Regions from separate parts of the Zea mays genome. Here region 2 is linked to region 1. The links are chromatin contacts, called in public Hi-C maps. All regions are on one chromosome and are shown on one strand. Each heading gives the region's core, a stretch centred on a gene start, on an enhancer-like site or on the middle of the called end of the contact. The rest is flanking DNA. Distances are from core to core; before and after follow the strand shown. Region 1 holds the start of LOC100501769 (Dephospho-CoA kinase). Region 2 holds the start of LOC103635163 (hydroxyethylthiazole kinase-like).

Region 1 (4,834 bases), core at 1,251-3,750:
CCTCAGATTCGTCGTCGCCGCTTCAGATTCGCCGCCGACGACGACGATTTGGACGCTGCCGCCAATGATTCAGCCTCCGCCGCCCTGGATTTGGCCTCCGCCGCTCCCGATTCGGCACTGCCACCCCGAAACAGCGCCGCCCCTTTCCCTTCCCATATGCCCTATGCCCTCTTGCTTATTCTTACCTAGGCGACGGGGACGCCTTGGATCTTTCAGGCGCCTGGACGCCTAGGCGTCGCCTAGGTGACGCCTTTAAAACAAGGGGTGTGATGGCTATTGTATGTCTTGCCATGTTTAAGGGTAACAATAAATGAAATAAATTTCAACAATACTGAGTAGGAACATATAACCAAAACTATAGCATATAAAAAGAATGATATTTAGACAGTTGACTCGAGTTGTTTAGTAGTTAGTGTGCAGTAACAATAATACAAGGAAATTGACATGTATTACTGCAGCAATAAAAATAGAGAGTGAAAGACGACCAAATATTTGAAATCAGTGAAAGGTGTACCGGTTCAGAAGTTGACGTTTTGATGGGTCAGAAAAGACAATTTGTCCTAAGTAAGCTCTGTTAATTTCTCCACCCTCCAACAAAATATCATTCCCGAAGGCTTTTTACAATCTTCTTCCAAACCTCCAGTGCCTTTCTGCACTACATCCTATAAATGCATGGTTTTCATAATCAGCATGATGTTTGTAAAGCTCACACAGTTGCAATGCCTCACAAGCTTACAGCATCGAATAAAAATTTCAGAACTCTGAAAATACAATTATCAACCATGCACCATGCTTTCCAGTGCGAGTAATGTATCTAAGCCATTCATTTTAGTAGCTATGGTTGTGGTTTTTGTGTACACTGGCTGTCAGGTTGTGTAGAAAAAGGGCAAAATAACTCCGTTCCAGGCATTCCTTGTTTTTAGTTCCGTCATTTTAGGCAACATTAAGTCATTCAATCGTTCAGGTAACATTAAGTCATTACAACGTACAGGAAACATTAAACCATTCGAATATTTTGAGCGCATTAAGCAAGGTTTTAAAGTTGTCCGACTAAGGCCTTATCACTAGTCCAAGCTCGATTAGGGTCTCCGACTCGACTAGAGCGACTAGGTAGCGATTGGTCATCCTAGTCACCAACTAATCGCGATTAGTCGTCCGACTAGGGGTTATGGTCAACTAGTTATGCCTGTTTTGGGCCACTAATCCAGCCTCTATTATGTGGGCTGGCCCACCATCTGTATACTACACAAACACTGTTTTTCCCTACGCTTCTACCTGTACCAATATGATACGCACTGTCTCGCGGGCACCCTTCCCCAGCACCGGCACCCCTTCTCCAGCGTCGCTGCCCCTTCTCCATCGTTGTGCCCTCCTCTCCCGCCGCCCTGTTGTGCTCCGGCGACCCTCTGCTCGAGCAGCAATTGCGCCCCCTGCATCGCGCGGCGGCTGTAGTCTGCAGAGACCCCCCCCCCCCCTCTAGCGCGCTCATGTCCTCCTCTGTTGTCTGTTCAATGGCTGAACAGGCGAGTAGGCGACCACTCCTCATCTGTTTAGAATTCAGAGACCGAGATGAGCACCACTTTAAACTATAATTGCTCTGAAATTTTGGTTGTTCAGTGTTCTCTGTTCACTTATTGAGCAGTATTGCGCCCGCCTTGACCTCCTCTTGAGTTGTGCTTCACTTGATTGTTGTGCCACTGTAGATGAGAATAGAAGGCAGCGTAATAATGTTGAAGTCATTTCCCCAGAATCTGTGTTGCCATAGCCCCAGAACGATGGCAGTGGCACAGGTACAATTCATGCAGTCCTGCGGTCCACCTAGGCAGCTACAGCTATATATATTCATATATATATTGATACACACACAGCCAACACACATGGTACTGTTATAGGTGGGCGACTAGGAGTCGACTAAGCTCGACTAATCAAGCAAATCAACGTTTAATCGCGATTAGTCACCTTATCTGTGCTCAGACGACTAGAGTTGACTAGCCGACTTTAAAACCTTGGTATTAAGTCATTCGTTAAATCATTTTTGGCTCGGCTCGTGGGCGAGGCGCACGGCCCAACTCGCCCGGGCGGGGGGTGCTGAAAGCAGCACAAAATTTGATTTCTAGATAGCAACCTTTGCGCGGATAGCATCAGATAGATCCAGGTTTGGGCCGCGGGCTTAGCTTACCCGAGCAACGATGTCTGCATCGACGACGGGGACGCCGGCGTCCTTGAATAGGTTGGAGACAGTGCTCTTCCCGGACGCGATCCCGCCCGTCAGGCCGACCAGCCTCATCTCCTCGGGTTCCCCCCTCTCGCTGTAAATGATAATAGAGAACACCCTCAGCTGCCGACATCATACTTACACCAGAGTTGAGCACTAGGACGAGAGGAGATCCAAATTGGGGCCTTGGGGGCGAAAAAAAAATTACCTGGAGGTGCCGCAGTCGAAGGCGCTCGGCGGCAGCGATGGGTTAGTTGAAGGGAGCGGGTCCGTCGGGGCTTTTTTTTTTCTTCTCTAGTTGAGACTTGAGATTGAGGTACTGATAGATGTCATTTATAAAAAGTTAGAGTTATTAAATAATTTTAGTTTAAAAATAAATAAGAATAGAGCTCTATCATAATCGGATCCATTCTTAAATTTTGTAGTATAAAATCTAGAGTCCATTACCACATCTAGATACTGACCTTAAAAATGACCTGTTATTTTAGAGCTTCAAATAGAAAGAGCAAGTGAGCAAAAGATTATTTTAGTCATTTCTCGCTTCAATAACTAAGATTTAGGGTGTTTAGTTTAGCTTTCTTAACCAGATTTACTGATAAAAATCTAAAATCTTAACTAAACTGGTACAATATCAGATGAAAATATAAAGATTTTTCTAGTTCAATTCATAATCATCTTCTACCTTAGATTTTTTAGATTCTTATCATTCATGTTATAAGCTATCTGACCATCAACTCACAACAACTTTCTAACAACTATAATCTGATTTTTCAGAAATCTACATCTAAACCAAACAAACAATTAATCAGTTTGCTTTATCTCCTCGATCCAACAGGCCCTTACTGTTAAGGCCTGTTTTGAGTGGTTGTCGCAGACTCCGCATTCCGAGCAAGTGAGTGCAGCTAGGCTAAATGCCCTCACGTGCAAAAGCGTTTTAGAGAAGATTTTGTCCAACGGGATCTGTTCTACACTAGGTAAAGCTTCAATGGCTGAGTGGTCTTCAATAACTATATTTGGGTGAAGTTTCACCTAGGACGATGAATAGTGCTGCCTTTTATATGTGTGCTTCAGCGGTATTCTCTAAAGTGTCCTCCAAATATAGAGAATGATCTTCCATACCCCATATATATAGTCTCTTTTCTATATCTGTTTTTATACTTTAAACAATAGACTAAGCACTAAAATATGCATAAGATATTTGAGGGTATGATAAATAATGATGTATAAAAATCTAGAGTTAAATATGTTGTTGATGCAGAAAACCATGAGTCAAACACTCAGGAACTCGGGAATAGTGAGTGAGCAAGGAAAACAACAAGCCGGGAGCGCAATTTCTTTGTTAAACGTGTTCGAAATACCTATAGGACCAATGTATTTATAAGGATGGTTGTAACACCCCGTCCACTCTCGGACCGACACTACAGGTACTTGCTCTTGATAGCCCTATAAGATCATATATCATCCCCACAGGCCAACACGGGCCTTTTGTGCACACTTTGTCCTCACTCATAAGCACCCGAAAAGATTTCCCGGTTGGTCACCCATCTCAAGATTGCTCTAGGACAAGCACGCTTAACCCTGAGGTTCTTTCAAGACAAGCTTCCAAAAAAGAAGATACACCTTGTTGGTATGAATATTCTATTAATTCTATTAAGCTTTGGGTCAGTATATCACCATCCACCTAGACCAAGATATCACAATCCATCCCCCTTAGAAGACCAATGTCCTCGTCGATCAACCCTAAGCCAAGAACCTCTCCTCTTGGCCACGTATTTATGTCTAGTGTCGTCATATGCCATGCCATGTCACCACTCTGGGCCCACATGCGCCATGCACCATATACCAGAACCCCCTAGCCCACACACGCCCGTGAAGCGAGTGTTGGCTCTGATACCATTTGTAACATCCCATCCACTCCTAGATCAGTAGTATTTACTCCTGGCAACCCTCTATGATCATATATCATCCCACAGACCAACATGAGTCTTTTTGTGTACACATTGTCCTCAATCATACGCACCCAAGAAGACTTCCCGATCGGTCACCCATCCCAAGATTTCTCTAGGCCAAGCACGCTTAACCCTAACATGCTTCCGAAAAAGAAGATGCGCCTTGTTGGTATGAGTACTCTATTAATTCTATTAAGCATTGAGCCAGGATATCACCATCCGGGGGCTAGGATATCGCAATGGTCGGGGGTTGGTAAACCCAAGTACTATTATGCCCCTGGCCACCAACTATATTCCCGACATGCATTGTACAACGGGGTAATTACAGTGTAAAAAGTATGAGTTCTCCTGTTACACTCAAACTAATACCATATATGGTCACTGACAAGTGGTCCTAGGGTGGTCTAGTCCTGTCCCATGGTGGTCGATCAGTGTGATGGACTAACACATGTCTTCTTCTCTTAGTGGCGAGGGCACTGGCCCCTCGCAAACTCGGTCGACCTGTTAGAGTGATCCGCCTTTGTCTTCACTAGACCACCGGCTAGAGATCGAAGGCTTCGTCATCCGAGGGCGTTTGGCCCCAGTTGACATCGCCTTCGAGGCGGGGAGACCTAGGGTCCTGGCACCCGGCTGTGGGGAACTTCGCTCCTTGTTTGTTTATCTGTCCCTG
Region 2 (4,834 bases), core at 750-3,249, 760 kb after region 1:
GCTATAAGTTGTACATCGGGAAAATAGTATGTAAATCTATAGAATCAATTTCCATCTCTCATCTCATGAATTTGAGATAGTCTTGTATGATAACTTTGGAAAGTGGTAGAATGTCACATTCTAAAAAAATAGTCTATTCCATTAGTAAGATTCCAATTCCTCAAATGAAAGGAAACAAACGGGACCTTAGGAAAATAGGAATCCCTTGGAAAAATGAAGTTCCTAAACTAGCCCTAATCTGAACAGTACGGAGAGAAGGCGCTTAGGTATTCCTGGAGTTGTAAAAGGGTATAATTTGGCAATGATGAAGATAAAATCGTACTCAAACTAGCCATAATACCCGGAAGACTAACAAGCAGACATGCTTGTCATAGGCCATGGAGAACTGTGAAGAGTAAAGGGCACTGTTTTAAAGGCGTTACCTAGGTGACACCTAGGCGTCCAGGCGGTGGTCCAACGTCTAGCCGCCTTGGGCGCCTACCTCGCCTAGGCGTCACCTAGGCGTCCAGACGGCGGTCCAACGCTTTGTCTCGTCATACCGCTTTAAAAACCATGGTTAAGGGGAATGGAAAATCAGATAATAGAAACGTAGCAGAGGAGAAAAACATTATGCAGTGTTTTACATTTAAATTATCAGAACATGGTGACAACATTAGAGTGTAATTTCTTGTTTTCCGTTTTTTCAGTTAACTTATGGGTATTTAGTCCTAACAGTCCTAGGCTGGGTCACTTGAGATAAACCAATCAAACAGTCAGTTCCGGTCCTGGGGCAGGGCGAGCATGCGGTTATCTAGTCCACACAGGCACACATTATTTTTGTGTTTTGGCCCACGCAGTGCACCTTCGTCTTCATGGTGGCTGCCGACTGGCTAGCACCTGTCCTGTTCCTGTCGCCACCTGCCATCATCGCGCAAGTTTACGATGCTCTGTGCGACTGCATCTCAATGCAGCCACAGCAAGCCCGCGCCAGATCGTGAGTTCATTACTTGATTGAATGACTTTGTATCAAGACATGTTGAAGATAACCATATATTATATATTTTTGTGTTTGATATGAATGTTTTTATGCATGTTTGAGTGTTTATTAACGACATATATATAAGGGCCTCATATTTTAAATCTTGCTCTAGGCTACATCTAGCTCAGTTAGGATTTGTATTCCTTGCTTGGGTTTGAGTTAGGAGCATGTGAAATGTGAATCATAATATCATATCAGTCAATAGAATAATGTAGTACCAAAGGTGTATACAGGTTTAAAATTTAAAAGTTGCAGTTTGTGAGGACGCGAGATTTCCATTTATTTACCTTAATTCAGTTAAATCTAGTGAACCTAGGCAGTGCGATCCATAACAAATCCATAGTCTTGTTAGTCTTTCTTTTATCCTTGATTGCATTGGAATTACTGAAGAAAGAACATAAGAATGACGGGGATAAGATAGAGAAGTACCTTGAAATTGGAAGAGGCGGCGGTTGAGCGGGAAGCGAGCGCGAGAATTTCAGAGGCGTTCCCCCTGACGACTGCTGGGCAGAGCGACAGAAGCTCGAGGCAGGCTTTCATCCGGAACCCGGAGGCGGCGGCGGCGACGGGGTCGAGCACCCAGGGGCGGCCGGCGGAGGCGGCGGCGCGCATGGAGGGGAGCCAGTCCTCCGAGAGCGTGCCGACGTTGACATACACGGCGTCGCAGCGCGGGGTAAAGTCGGGCACCTCGCGGAGGGAGTGGACCATAGCCGGGGAGGCGCCCGCGGCGAGGAGCACGTTGGCGGCGATGTCCATTGAGACGAGGTTGGTGATGCACTGCACTAGCGGCGCCCGTGCACGAACAGCGGAGAGGAGGGACCACGCGCGGTGGCCCCACCACACTTGACCCATCTCCTCCTCCTTCGCGCCAACGTCCATGGCAGCGGCCGCCGGCGGTAATAGCGTAGCGGGAGGCGCAATTCCTTTTTCCTCTTTGGCTTTCGGGAAGGTGGAAATTACCCTGCAGCAGGAGATTTATTTTAAGGCGCTCCATTTCTATTAGCAGAGCAATAGATATACAACAGGTGAGACCACATGTTTTAACGAGCCACGACACGACATCACACTTTAGGTGCTGAAAAAAAAAGTTGGAACTCGACGAGCTGACTCGGGCTCGCAGCAGCTCGGCTCGGACCAGCTCGACACTCGTAACGAGTCCGAGTCGAGCTTGTTTTTGTGGCTCGTGAAAAGAGCGAGCCAGCTCGGCTCGGCTCGGTGCAGCTCGCGAGCTGGCTCGTAGCTCCACCCAATAATAATTTGTTATATAAAATCTTAATTAGCATATAATATTAGTACCGAGTAGACAATAATTTATGTTATTTGAGATTATTATGCAAAAATAATCTATTTTTATATTATATTAGTGATATATCTATTTTACTAATTTAAAATATGTTATTTAAAATATTTTTAAGACTTTATATTATAATTTAGAAAGCAGATTTACGTTTATAGCTAGGCTCGTTGGCTTGGCGAGCCGGCTCGCGAGCCCAAAGCAAGCCGAGTCGCTTTTCCGAGCTCGCCAGATGGGCGAGCCGAGCCGAGCTCGGCTCATTGCATGAGCGAGCCGCAGCGAGCCGAGCTCGGCTCGGCTCGTTTCCACCCCTAGTGCCACGCCACCATAATTGGCGAAAGACAGTGACAGAAAACAATGACAACCAAAGGCAACAATAACAGCCTCCCAGATGGAATTATTACATTCAGAGAGAACTGCAGAAAAGAAATCAGGCACACAACAACGTCCAGCCACCGCGCCAACACACTTCGGTTTTAAGACCTGTTTGGTTCGTGGCTAACTGTAACACACATTGTCTAAGGTTAGTCGTTTGAATGGAAGAACTAACCTTAAACAGAAAAGTTAGGCAAAATATGGCAAGTTAGCCAGCGAACCAAACATATCCTTAATCTTCTGTGGCGACACATCTTCCTCCCCTTCCTTATTATGTCCATTATCACGATCGCCCAGCTTGACGCTGGCAGCACGGACCAGCAACTTCGCCCCTTCCTGGATTAAATCTTGGAACTCCCTCTTGCTCAAACCTGCCAAGTAGGTTAGAAGCGCACAAGAATGACACACAATATCTCTACGAGATCTGATCAAAACATTCTCAAAACATGTATTATTAGGAGCTTTCCATATGGCCCAACAAATAACAGCCACACCTATCACATGGATATCTTCGATCAGAGACGCAATATACATGAGCCAAATCCAACACTGTTCAATGTTACTAGGCACCAGAGAGGTATTAAAGCAATTTGCAACACTTCCCCACATAGCTTTAGCGAACACTTACGTTTAACCAGGTTGTCTTTGGTAAAACTACAAAAACTGCAAGTTGTATCTCCAATCCACTTACGTTTAACCAGGTTGTCTATGGTAAGAATCACTTTATTTTCCAATAACCACATGAAAATCTTAATCTTAGGACGTAATCTACTCTTCCAAATATGACCCATACCAAGGCCCTGATCAGTATTTAATAGAGCATTATACATAGATTTCACAGTGAACTGTTTTTTGGGACCCCACTTGAAATGATATTAGGTTGATCCTGAAAAATAAATTTCTCAGCCATAGCACAGATATAATCCCACATAATCCTAGGGGCTCCGTGGAGCCACCTTCTAAAAGATAGATTCCAATGTTTTTCCTTCGCCTTTTTTTACCATGATTCCTTTGTCATCACAAATGTCATAAAGGCAAATATTCAAATCACTAAGAGCTTTATCAAATCACCATGCATCCTCCCAAAATCTTGTTTTTATCTCCAGATTTAATAGAAATGCATCTACCCGAGAGATAAAATTGTTTAAGTTGTAAAAAAATTTCCAGACAGGGGAATCATTAATATTCTACTGGACATTATGCGCATTGGTGTTACTCATATACTTGTTCCAAATAATATCTTTCTAGACACCATTTTACTTTTCTAAATACCACCACCATTTACACATCAAGCTGATATTAAGAATTCTCAAATTCTTAATCCCAAGACCTCCTCTTTTTTGTCCACACAATTTTTTTCCCATTTAACAAGGTGGTATTTCTTTTTATCCCCTCCACTTTGCCACAAGAATTTCCTTCTTTTAATATCTATTTTTCTAATAGAGGTCTTAGGGAGCAAGTACATTGACATGTGATAGATAGGAGAATTAGTTAGACACGAGTTGATGAGAGTAACTCTACCAACAATGGATAAAGAACTGCCCTTCTAGGCCTCAAGTCTTTTGTCTATCTTTTCTTCCAAATAAATCCAGTCCTTAACATGGAGTTTACCAGGACTAACAGGAACACCTAGGTATCTCATTGGGAAACACTCAATCTGACAGTTAAACAACTCAGCATATTGGGTAGAAATTTCCACATCCCCTTTAATAACAAAGATTTCACTCTTCATGTAATTAATCTTAAGACCAGATATCATCTCATATAACCACAGAAGCACCTTCAGTGTCTAGCTTTTTCCAAGTCATTCTTCAAGCAAATAATTGTGTCATCAGCATATTGCAATATAGCAACACCAGTAGGGGTAATGCAATCTCTCAAACCATTATTCACATCATTTTCTTGAGCTTTAGCTAGCATTCTAGCTAAACTGTCAGTCACTAAATTAAAAAGAATTGGGGATAGAGGGTCACCTTGCCTGACCCCTTTAAAACTTTTGATATAACTACCCAAAAGCTTATTGATTTTGACCCTCACACATCCTCCTTTTACCACCATATGCATCCAAGATAACCATTTGTCACAGAATCCTCTTTTCTGAAAACAATTGAACATCAACTCCTAATTCACCTTATCATAAGCCTTTT

The links. A called contact is a pair of places that touch in the nucleus more often than the background predicts.
Region 2: a Hi-C map of ear shows a contact between it and region 1, with 3 times the contacts expected there. The contact joins the promoter of LOC103635163 here to the promoter of LOC100501769 in region 1. A contact is called at or near these places in 2 of 25 Hi-C or Micro-C datasets (ear and tassel).

What each region holds. Positions count from the first base shown.
Region 1 is chr8:47,826,065-47,830,898 of Zm-B73-REFERENCE-NAM-5.0, forward strand. LOC100501769 (Dephospho-CoA kinase) reads right to left here and starts at 2,501. Exons shown (of 4, transcript NM_001196431.2): 1 at 2,424-2,501; 2 at 2,180-2,309; 3 at 515-662.
Region 2 is chr8:48,586,203-48,591,036 of Zm-B73-REFERENCE-NAM-5.0, forward strand. It overlaps LOC103635163 (hydroxyethylthiazole kinase-like), which reads right to left and starts at 2,000. Exons shown (of 3, transcript NM_001397154.1): 1 at 1,448-2,000. The coding sequence starts at 1,897.